3 separate regions of the Mus musculus genome follow, and all the other regions are linked to region 2. The links are chromatin contacts, called in public Hi-C maps. All regions are on one chromosome and are shown on one strand. The core of a region is the stretch at or near the end of the contact, and the rest is flanking DNA. Distances in the headings are between cores, read along the strand shown.

Region 1 (3,363 bases), core at 253-2,752, 210 kb before region 2:
AGAGAGGGAGAAAGAGAACATGAAGTTCAGTGGATGGGTAAGGAGGTAGGGAGATCTAGGACTAGGAGAGAGGAAGACACGATCAAAATATATTGTATGAGAAAAAATAAATTAAAAAAGATATGGAAGAATTCAGCAGTAAATAAAAAGAAAAAGTCTCTTGCTTATGATAAGCCAACCATGCTTCATTGGAAGGGCATGTGTCTAAGAAAACAAAGGCAGCACAAACTGGATGGGGTGAATGGGAGAGAAGAGAACACAAAGCTGGTTTGGTAAGGATAACTTGGGAGGAGTCACTGGGGAAGTGAATCTGATCAAAACCCATTGTATGCAACTTCTCAAAGAACTGATTTTAAAGTGAGTAGCTAATTAACTGAAATGACAAGTCTCTCCAAGTGCTCTACTCAGTAACTCATCATTTTCACAGCATTATGGGGGACAAGCAGGACTCACATCGCATTTAGTCGTCTGGGGATTGTCACTGCAATTACTTGCCTATGATGCTCAGAACTCTATGCGGAGAAGGAGGCAGGAAGATTGGAAGAGCCAGAGGTGGAGGATGGCTCCAAGAAAACTGTCTTCCAGACACAACAGGAGCAACATTGTGTCACTGTCATATGTGCAGCTGCCCATACTGTTACCTTGTATTCATCTGCCACTTCTGGCTCTTACAGTCTCAATGAATGAATAATGAAAATGTGGCGTATTTACACACTGGAATATTTTTCAGCTATTAAGAAAGATGAAATTTCGAAGCTCACAGGTAAAGGATACAGCTGGAAACAATCATTCTGAGTTAAGTATCCCTGCCAAGTGTCCCTTGCTTTCTTTCATTTGTAGGTGTTAGCTTTGACGCTTTAGACACATACATTTCATTTGGAATACCCACAGAGGTCAGGAAACCAGAAAGAGGGGTGGGGGTGGGGGAGCCTTCAGGGGAGGGGAGATACATAGTTTTTCTGTTGTTTTTTTTTTAACTTTAGCAGTTACAACCAAGACTCTGATTAGCCTGGTCAGGTAGACTTAATCCTGGGTGCAGGTAGATCCCAGCGTTGTGAAGACTGATGCTTTGTCAGGTTTCACACACCTTCCCATTGCTACCGTGCAAATGCTTTAAAGACCGTGAAAATCAAACACTAAACAAATCCAATCTTGTGACCAGAATAAAAAGCATGCCTGAAGGAATTCAGCCCGTGTGTCTAATAAAAATCAGTGGAGACCTTTCCAGGAAGATGATAGACTGGATAATACTTCCACCAGCTTCACTTGAACCCTTAAGGGAAGTTTCTCTAGTGCAGTCACTGAAGGAAAATCCATACTTCATGGCTTTTGCTTAGCATGGAGGAAAAACATACCAAGTCGCCTATGTTTGCAGGAAACGTGAGGTGCTGTGGGCAAAAGTGGGAAGAACCAATGCAAATTTAGCAAGCCAGATAATAACTGGGGAAACCCCGACTCTCACCATCACAGTCTCATTGTCTGAGGATGTGGCAGGCCAGGATTGGCTGACCTGTGAATGACCTTCTTAGACTGTGTAAACAAGGTCAAACAAGTGACATCACTTGGGGTGAAGGAATGAGTCATTAAAAATAGTTATCCCACCCACACTTAGAATTGAACAACTTCTTAGGGGTAATAAAATCTCTCTCTCTCTCTCTCTCTCTCTCTCTCTCTCTCTCTGAGCTCAGAGTTTCCCTGTTGTAATTCCTGTCACTGTGACAAGGACTTAAAGCACTCAATCTTAAAGAACCCAGACCACGCCTTCTTTGACTCCAAGGCAAACAACCGTGTTCTACCTTGAAGAAAATGTAAAGCTGGGTTGAACAGCTTTGAACCGTGTCCAAGCTTACAATGGTTTTCTTTAGCATGTATCAAAACCTAAACAACAATGCTGGGCTGTGTGTAACAGTGCAACAGTTAAGGACCTGGTTTGGCACTAACTGCATTAAGGTGGTCCCAGTTCCACTACTCTCTGGTATTGTAACTCAGGCCAGGTTCATGTGTGCCTTTCATGTCTTGCTCCTTGATTGACAACGGGGGTGGGGGTGGGGGAGGATAGTTTGACTGAGAATTACCTCCAGCCATTCATACATTTAAATACTTAGTCTCTATTGGTGGGCCTATTTGGGAAGGATTAGGAAGTTTAGCCAGGTTGGAGGAGGTGTGTTACTGGGACAGGCTTCAAGGTTTCAAAACACTCAGGGCATTCCCTGAGTTCTCTCCCTGGGGATCAAGGTGTGAACTTGCCACTATGTCTTTGCTCCACCATCATGGATTCTAACCTGTTGCAGGATATTTGATCACAAGGTGAACCCCAACATTGTTTTTTACAGAAAAAAAAAAAATAGCTGTTTCTAGTTATGATGTGGCTCAGCCTTAGCACACACCTTTAATCCCAAACAATGAAAGTAAAGTTAGTTTGTAGAAGGAAGCACTCATGTTTGAAAGTGATGTACAATTGAGTGGCAGGCAAAGTGACAAACCAGAGAAAGATTTGACAGAATAGGACGTGCCCAACTCTCACAAGGAGAGGAAAGGGAGGCTGCTTAAGAGAGCCGTGCAAATTTTTGGTGTTGCTTTGTGTAGCTACAGTAAATTGTGCGAGCTGTACTGAATGTTACAGAATTCATTAGGAGTAAAGCATGGGAATGTGGCATGAAATTTGGAGTGGGCATGGGCAGGTGGTTCTGCATGTAAATGTACTGGCTGTTCTTCCAGAGGACCAGGATTTGATTCCCAACACCCACCTATAACTCCTGTTCTAGAGGATCTCATACTGTCTTCTGGCCCCTGTGGGCACCACCAAGCAAGCAAACACTCATATAAATGAAATAAAAATACTTTTTTTTTAAGAAAAAGAAAAAAACAGAGAGAGAGAGAGCAGTGCGGTGTGTGTGTGGGGGGGGGGGAGGAGAGCATTTTACTGGGCTAGTTATAGAGATAGGTTGCAGTGACAGAAGGAGCCAGAGAATGAGAAGGAACCAGAAGATTAGAGCAGATTGCTAGAGTTAGTTTGAGGCCAAGCAGAGCAATTCAGGAAAGGCCAATGGAGAGAAGCCAGATGGTGTCAATCAGCTTGGAGAGGAATGTGAGCCAGAACAGCTGCGTTGACTTGCTAGTCACAGCTCAGAAAGAACTAGGAAGCCGGGATGAGCTTACTCAGCACCAAGTCTCAGAGGCTGAAAACATTCTAGGTCTAGGTTAGATCGTACAGGCCGGCTAGAAGCTTCCAGGACTAGGTTAGCAGACAGAGGCAGTAATTCTTCCCAGACAACAATTTCACTCGAGGAAATAAATGATACTTTTACACTGAAACTGCAAGGGATTCTTTTATAAAAGTTGTCTTGGTCCTGGTGTTTTGTC
Region 2 (3,117 bases), core at 353-2,852:
AGAGGACATAAACCTCAGGAGGCAGAGATACTGAAAACTTTGTTCACTGTCTCGGCATGGTATAAATAGCTGTGAAATAGAGAGAGCCTTGAATTTATGTTGTCTCATACAGTTGTCACTAGCTGCATGTGGCACGTGAAATGTGACTAGTGAGAATGGAAACGTTTTTTGGATGGAGTCATGTCATGTAACCCCAGATGAACTCACACGACTGGTTCTCCTGCCTCACTCTCTGGTGCTGGGATTACAAGCATGCACAACCATGCCTGGCTTCAATTTCTCTCTCTCTCTTTCTTCCTTCCTTCCTTCCTTCCTTCCTTCCTTCCTTCCTTCCTTCCTTCCTTCCTTCCTTCCTTCCTTCCTTCCTTCCTCCCTTCCTTTTTTATTTCATTTTAACTTTTTTTTTTGAGACAGGGTTTCTCTGTGTAGCCTTGGTTGTCCTGGAACTCACTCTGTAGACCAGGCTGGCCTCAAACTCAGAAATCCACCTGCCTCTGCCTCCCAAGTGCTAGAATTAAAAGCATGTGCCACCACTGCCCCACCTCATTTTAACTTTTTAAAAAATGTATTTTTAAACTCATTTATTTTGTGTGTTTTGCTTGCACGAATGTCTGAGCACCATGCGCAAGGCTGCTTGGTGCCTGGGGAGGTCAGGACAGGTCATCAGATCCCCTGGAATTGGAGCTATGGACAGTTGTGAGTTGCCATGCTGGTGCTGAGAACCAAACCTGTGATACTCTGCAAGGGCCACCAGTCCTCTTAACTGCTGGCTGGCTTCCATTGCTACATACAGAGCACCTATGCTAATGGTTACAGTGCCTGTCTGAGTCCCTGTCTCCATTTTTAAGATAATTGGATCACTTCTAAAGCTCACTTTACCCCACTAAGGGTTAAGACCACTGTTCAAGGTTGAGGCAGCAAAAGTAACTATCTGGTTATGGTGGTTTCTATTCTCCTTAGGAACTGGGATGCTGGGCTTTCTGAGGTCTCTCTGGATCCGCACATTTGAGAGGGGGTGTCCTACATTTAAGCATTTCCATTTTAAAACGATCGACCAGCCCCATTGTGCTCACTAGGCCTTAAAAACTTGCAGCTTCTTGGAGCTCTGGCCGCAGGCCAGTGGAGCCTCCAGCTGCTGACTGACCCTGCCTGGAAAGTCAACTTGGAAGAGGCACAACCGTCCTAATCCTCTTCCAAACCACTCTAAGAAGGTTTATCCAGTGACCTGTAAAACGAAATTAGTAAAAGGGACACTTTAATTCCAGCTCGTTAGGGAGCTTCTAAAATCTTTAAGAAAGCCAGCGCAGCAGATTCTGTGCTGGGGGAAGGGGGACGAAGACACGCCTCCCATTTTCAGAGGCAAAATATCCTTGCTTTTCAATGGTGATTCTGCACACTGACTTTTTTTTTTTTTAGGGCTTTCTTAGGAATCTCAGCGAAGGTGGGAAGCGAGGTTTGAGAACAGGGTGACAGCCCAACAGGGTCAAGCGAGCCCATCTCACCCCACCACCAAATTGGGCCAAGTCCAGCGGCACTCTGGCCTAACTACAGGAGCCTGCCTATTCTCACCGCTCTTACAACATCTCCCTGGAGCTGGCCTATTGCGCAATACCAGGAAACAGTCCATATGAAACCTTGGCCCGCAGAGTGTACATGTTCTGGTTTTTATTCTGCAGCTCTTTTATAATACGTGTTTTCCTTTCCCATAATGTCATCTGGAAGCAATTCCTCCCAACAGCTGGATCTGCTTTCGGAATTGGTAAACACGTAAAATGGAAGGCTGTGGAAGATTCGGAGACTCGGCAGAGGAGCTGCTTCTCCGCCTGCTTGGCTCGCGTTCTGAGGCTTATCTGGGGTCTCCTCAAAACCCAGAATGTCTTCAAACAGGCAACCCGCGCCGCATTCCCATCTTCAGAGGGTCAACATGTTCTCTGGTGGAGAAATTTTCTGAATGCCTTGCTGATAAAAGTCATCAGATGCAGGCCAGATCGCCAGTTGCCAAGATCTGCAGGCTCCACGTGGAAGCCAGCCCAGCAGAACATTCCCAGCATCCCCACACCTTCCTGCGGCCAGCATCTTAGGGTCCCCCGGGATATCTTCCCAAGAGCACAGCTTTCCGGTGTCGCTGCCACCAACGCCCATCAAGCGAGGACCAGAGCCAAAGACTAAGTGGGTCATTAAAGGGGACCATCCCCCTTAATGTGATTGATCCTCAGGAACAAGTTTCCACACAGACACAAGACGGAGACCTACCCAGCTATGGAAAGGAGCCCAAGAACTCAGCTGTCCACCCTAAGCTCTCTCTCTCTCTCTCTCTCTCTCTCTGTCTCTGTCTCTGTCTCTCTCTCTGTCTCTCTCTCTCTCTCTCTCTCTCTCTCTCTCTCCCCCTCCCATTCCCCCACCTCCACCCCCAGGGAGCAGGGGCTCACTAGCATTGCTAGTTCTGGGCCAGGGACTCCAGGGGCATGTTTCAGCCTGAATACAGTAAAGGGGACAAAGTTTAGGTTCTGTATCTTCTACAGAAATGCAACTCTTTAGATGGTCATTTCCAACATGGGAGGAGGGGGGACGTCGGGACCATGACAAGCTGAACACATGGTCCACTTTCAGAGGGAAATGGAAAAGTATGCCTGTGAACACCTGTCCCGCTGCAGAGAAGGTCACACACAGGGCTGGTCCTCTTCTGGGCTGATACAAGATCTCTGTGAATTAGAGGCTAGCTTTGTCTGGGAGGCTATTTTCCAGCCAACCAAGACTATATAGCAAGACCTTATCTCATAAAATAAAATAAAATAAAATAAAATAAAATAAAATAAAAATCTTCAGAAAAATAAGTAACTAGAAGCTAGTAGCTAAGCTAAGCGAACAAGAAACATTCCTGCTTTTGTTTCTCTCTGCTGGTCACAATCTTTTTTTTTTTTTAATATTTATTTATTTGTAGTTACACTGTAGCTGTCTTCAGATACTCCAGAATAGGGAGTCAGATCTCATTACGGATGGTTGTGAACCACCATGTGGTTGCTGGGATTTGAACTCAGGGCCTTCGGAAGAGCAGTCAGTGCTCTTAACCGCTGAGCCATCTCTCCAGCCCCGCTGGTCACAATCTTGACTCTGTGT
Region 3 (3,466 bases), core at 826-3,325, 180 kb before region 2:
ATCATTTTGTTGTGCTGTTTGGGGAATTTTTTTTTCTGAGGTTTGTTTTGTTTTGTTTTGTTTTGTTTGTATTATCCATTTTTCTTCCTCTGCTTTATAATACCTTTTCTACAGGGACCACAAATCCCTTCACAGTGTTCAGTCAGCTTTCTAAACTGGAGACCCATTTACACGCACTATCTCAGGATGTGTGGAGCAGAAATAAAACACTCACCCAACTCATTCAAATCCCAGGGTGTTGCATTCAGGCAACACTGTGAGCAGAAAAATGCTCTGCGAACCAAGTGCAGAGAGTCACTTCTAGCTTCATAATTACTGAGGGGAAACGCATTTCAAAACCAGAGGTGTGGAACTAAGGCTTCCTTTTGCACAGAGGCCCTACAAGACATACTAAATCATTGCCAACCACGCCCCTCTCATAAATTATCGCTCTCATAATATTACTCCAACTTTAGAATCCACCTATCTCTATCTTGTGCATCCCAAACCACAGATAAGCCAACTTTTTACATGAAAATACTTTCTCTCACAGAAATCCTTTTGTTTACATTTTGGTATTGTATGTATGAATGACTTGCTCAAATAGATTTCTGTTTTACACGCATCCTGTAACTAAGGTTTGGACAGTGTGACCCAACATGTGGGTGCTGGAGTCAAACCCAGGTCTTCTACAAGAACAAGCCCCCTTAACCCTTGAGCCGCCTCTCTAGCACGTGGAAGACTTTCTGATTTTTTAAACGATGCCATCTGCGCAGTTGCAGAACGGTATCTCCATTCCAGATTTTGAAGACTCGGTTCACCCTGCAACTTGAATCTGTATGCTTCCTTCCCAAAACAATTATTTCATTTCTTATCCCAACTAAAAGATAAACAGTCTAAAAATCCCATGTGTAAGGTAGCTAACTTTACACCCCACTGAAATAGAAATGCCTAACGCTGTATGTCATGGCTCTCTTGTGAAATTCCAGCGCTCTGGGAGGTAAAAGAAGAAGGATCCAGAGTTCAAGGCCAGCCTGCGCTACATGAGACCATGCCTAAAGAAGAAAAGGGACTAATATTATCCTTGTAGCAGTAACTTTTAGATTCTCACTCTATCCTTTTGTACTGACCATGAGTGGAATATGTAAAGGAAGAATGTTGTATTCTCCAGTCATTTCTTCAATATATCAGAACTTTAATTGGGGGGAGGGTATTTTGTTGTTTTGCTCTGCTCTGCTCTGCTCTGCTCTGCTCTGCTCTGCTCTGCTCTGCTCTGCTCTGCTGTTTGTTTCAGACAGTTTCTCTGTGCAGCCCCGGCTGTCCTGGAATTTGCTTTGGTAGACCAAGCTGGTCTCGAACTCAGGGTTCTGCCTTTTTCTGCTAAGATTTAAAGGCATGTGTCATCACACCCAGCGAGAACATTAATCTTAAAAAGAATTTCCCTGTGTTTTACCATTTCATTGTAATGAGATCTCCTAGGCCATTGCTAGTCTTTTCTGGCTTTTTGTTTTGAGTCTTTGGGTTATACATATGTGTATGTATTTATGTATATGCTTATCACCAACGCCTATGCTTCAGCTCAATGGCACATAAACCAGAAAGTATTCATAGATCATCTCTGAGCTTACCAAATCAAGATAAAGCACAGCGGTCTGATTGACAGCTCCAGCTTCAGTCTTCGCCTGGCATTAGCATTCTTACAGTCAGAACTAAGTCTGTTCTTTTTAAAAAGTGCACTGTGGTTCCATGATAAGTCACACTGCACATGGTTTAGAAATGAGCGCACAGGCCCATCTGTATGGTACAAGGAACTCACTTAAATGGAAGCAGAACTCCTATATAAGAGCAATTCTTAATTTTCACCCACAATTGCAGGAGCTTGGCATGTAAATGAAGTGCTCCCTGAGCAGGCATTACATGGGCGTTTTTCAGGAATGATGGCCACAGTCTATCATTTCAATGGTCCCAGTCCAAAGGATCTTGGAGTCACTGACACAGCAGACTGTGACAGCTTCATAGGCCCTGTTTTGGGCTACTGGGTTCATGCCCAGTAGAAGGGAAAGAGGGAAAGTGACCCGATGAGTCACTAGTGGCTGTGGCCCAAGCCCTTCGCCCCAGCTGGCAGAGTAGAGGCTTTTCCACATTGGGTTCACCCACTGGACCCACACAACGGAGGGTTTTATGTGGTTTGGCTTTAAGAGGCTAAAATTCAGCCAGTGGGGAAAGAAGCCAACCAGTTAGCATGACGTTCAAGTCTAAAGCCTGGGCAAGGTTCTGGGGTGCTCACAAAATAGACAGCCACCACCCTGGAATACCGTGGGGTAACAATTTCTTGAGAATTATTGCTCCAGGTTTTGCCTCATATTTGAAGGGTAGAATGGCTGCTTAGTGGTTCACCTTTTTCCCCGTAGGGATCAGGAGAAAAAGCATCCTATTTTGTACCAACCCAGCACTAATACCTATATATCCCCTCCCCTCAAAAGAGTCCTCATGGAGTGGCCTAGTGTCAGTAATACTTTGGTCATGGAGGAAAACAGGAGCAATGCTGTTATTGCAGAGACAGCTTGCCTGCCATCAAGTATCTGCTACCAAACCTGGATGTGATTGGTGCTTGACATGATGTCATACAAGCCAAGCTTGGCATGATGTCATATGGGCCAACCTTGGGCATTTCTTAGCTATGGAGGTCAGACCTGTACCATCCATCCTTAAGCCTTCATCCTCTCTGGGAGGTTGCACCTGCCAGAGGTGGGGGGTGACTCTTATAACACTGAGCAAAATTCATCACAGAATTATTTAGGAGAAATTTGGCCATAATTTGGCCTGACTAATGTCATTCCTTCCTGATACCATTCAGCCATGGAAATTTTCACTCCCCAGCTATATTGTTGAAAGGATGTGTTTTAAATATAATGACAAAATATCTACATATTGACATCAAATGATGTATTCCCATGAAATAAGCATATGCATAAACATAAGCACATAAGTGCCATGATTAAAAGTGTATATATTTATAGTCCAAGTAGCTATCTCGTAAATCTTGATTTTTGTCATTTTTTGGTAATATTTACTTTTAAATATGTGAGTATCAATAATGTAGCTTAACCTTTTCTTCATATTTGGAGATGACCTTAGACATGTAAGTAACATAGTGATGCTCTTGGGCCTGTTAATACACAGAATTACATTTTGCTGTTACACTGAAAGATCAGTTTAGGGGAACTTATTTTTCCTGCATCCTTGCTTGCCTGGCCTTCACCATAAAGGAAAGATGACCACTGTCCCTGCATTCATACAGGATTCTCCAGAGGAGCAGAACCAATAGACTCCACCCTAAGATGGGACTTACCAGGTTGGCCACATGATGAGAAGCTGAGGATGTCCCACAATAGCTGTCTGTAGGCTGGAGAAGAGCCAGAAAAACTAGTGACTGCTCAGTGGAAGAAGCCAGAAATCCCAAACAAGAGGAGGCAAAAATGTATAA

What was found. Hi-C and Micro-C count contacts between places; a contact is called where the count stands out from the background.
Region 1: a Hi-C map of uterus shows a contact between it and region 2, with 3 times the contacts expected there. The contact joins two enhancer-like sites. A contact is called at or near these places in 2 of 484 Hi-C or Micro-C datasets (Sertoli cells and uterus) and 3 of 115 datasets of contacts at active chromatin or transcription factors (embryonic stem cells, fibro-adipogenic progenitors and trophoblast stem cells).
Region 3: a contact with region 2 is called in a Hi-C map of muscle stem cells, with 1.6 times the contacts expected there. The contact joins two enhancer-like sites. A contact is called at or near these places in 4 of 484 Hi-C or Micro-C datasets (CD8 T cells, embryonic stem cells, liver and 1 more) and 2 of 115 datasets of contacts at active chromatin or transcription factors (astrocytes and regulatory T cells).

What each region holds. Positions count from the first base shown.
Region 1 is chr2:72,836,794-72,840,156 of GRCm38.p6, forward strand. All of the region lies in intron 1 of Gm39849 (a long non-coding RNA gene), which reads right to left. Among named protein-coding and RNA genes, the nearest start is that of Gm39849, 23 kb to the right of the region's middle. Within about 2 kb of position 1,503, at least 81 of the 459 cell types and tissues checked have an H3K27ac peak or open chromatin away from gene starts, as enhancers often do. A contact at or near this core is called in embryonic stem cells, fibro-adipogenic progenitors and uterus, where this site is marked.
Region 2 is chr2:73,045,584-73,048,700 of GRCm38.p6, forward strand. No RefSeq gene overlaps it. Among named protein-coding and RNA genes, the nearest start is that of Gm39850, 38 kb to the left of the region's middle. Within about 2 kb of position 1,603, at least 101 of the 459 cell types and tissues checked have an H3K27ac peak or open chromatin away from gene starts, as enhancers often do. A contact at or near this core is called in embryonic stem cells, fibro-adipogenic progenitors, muscle stem cells and 1 more, where this site is marked.
Region 3 is chr2:72,869,951-72,873,416 of GRCm38.p6, forward strand. No RefSeq gene overlaps it. Among named protein-coding and RNA genes, the nearest start is that of Gm39849, 9.9 kb to the left of the region's middle. Within about 2 kb of position 2,076, at least 34 of the 459 cell types and tissues checked have an H3K27ac peak or open chromatin away from gene starts, as enhancers often do. A contact at or near this core is called in muscle stem cells, where this site is marked.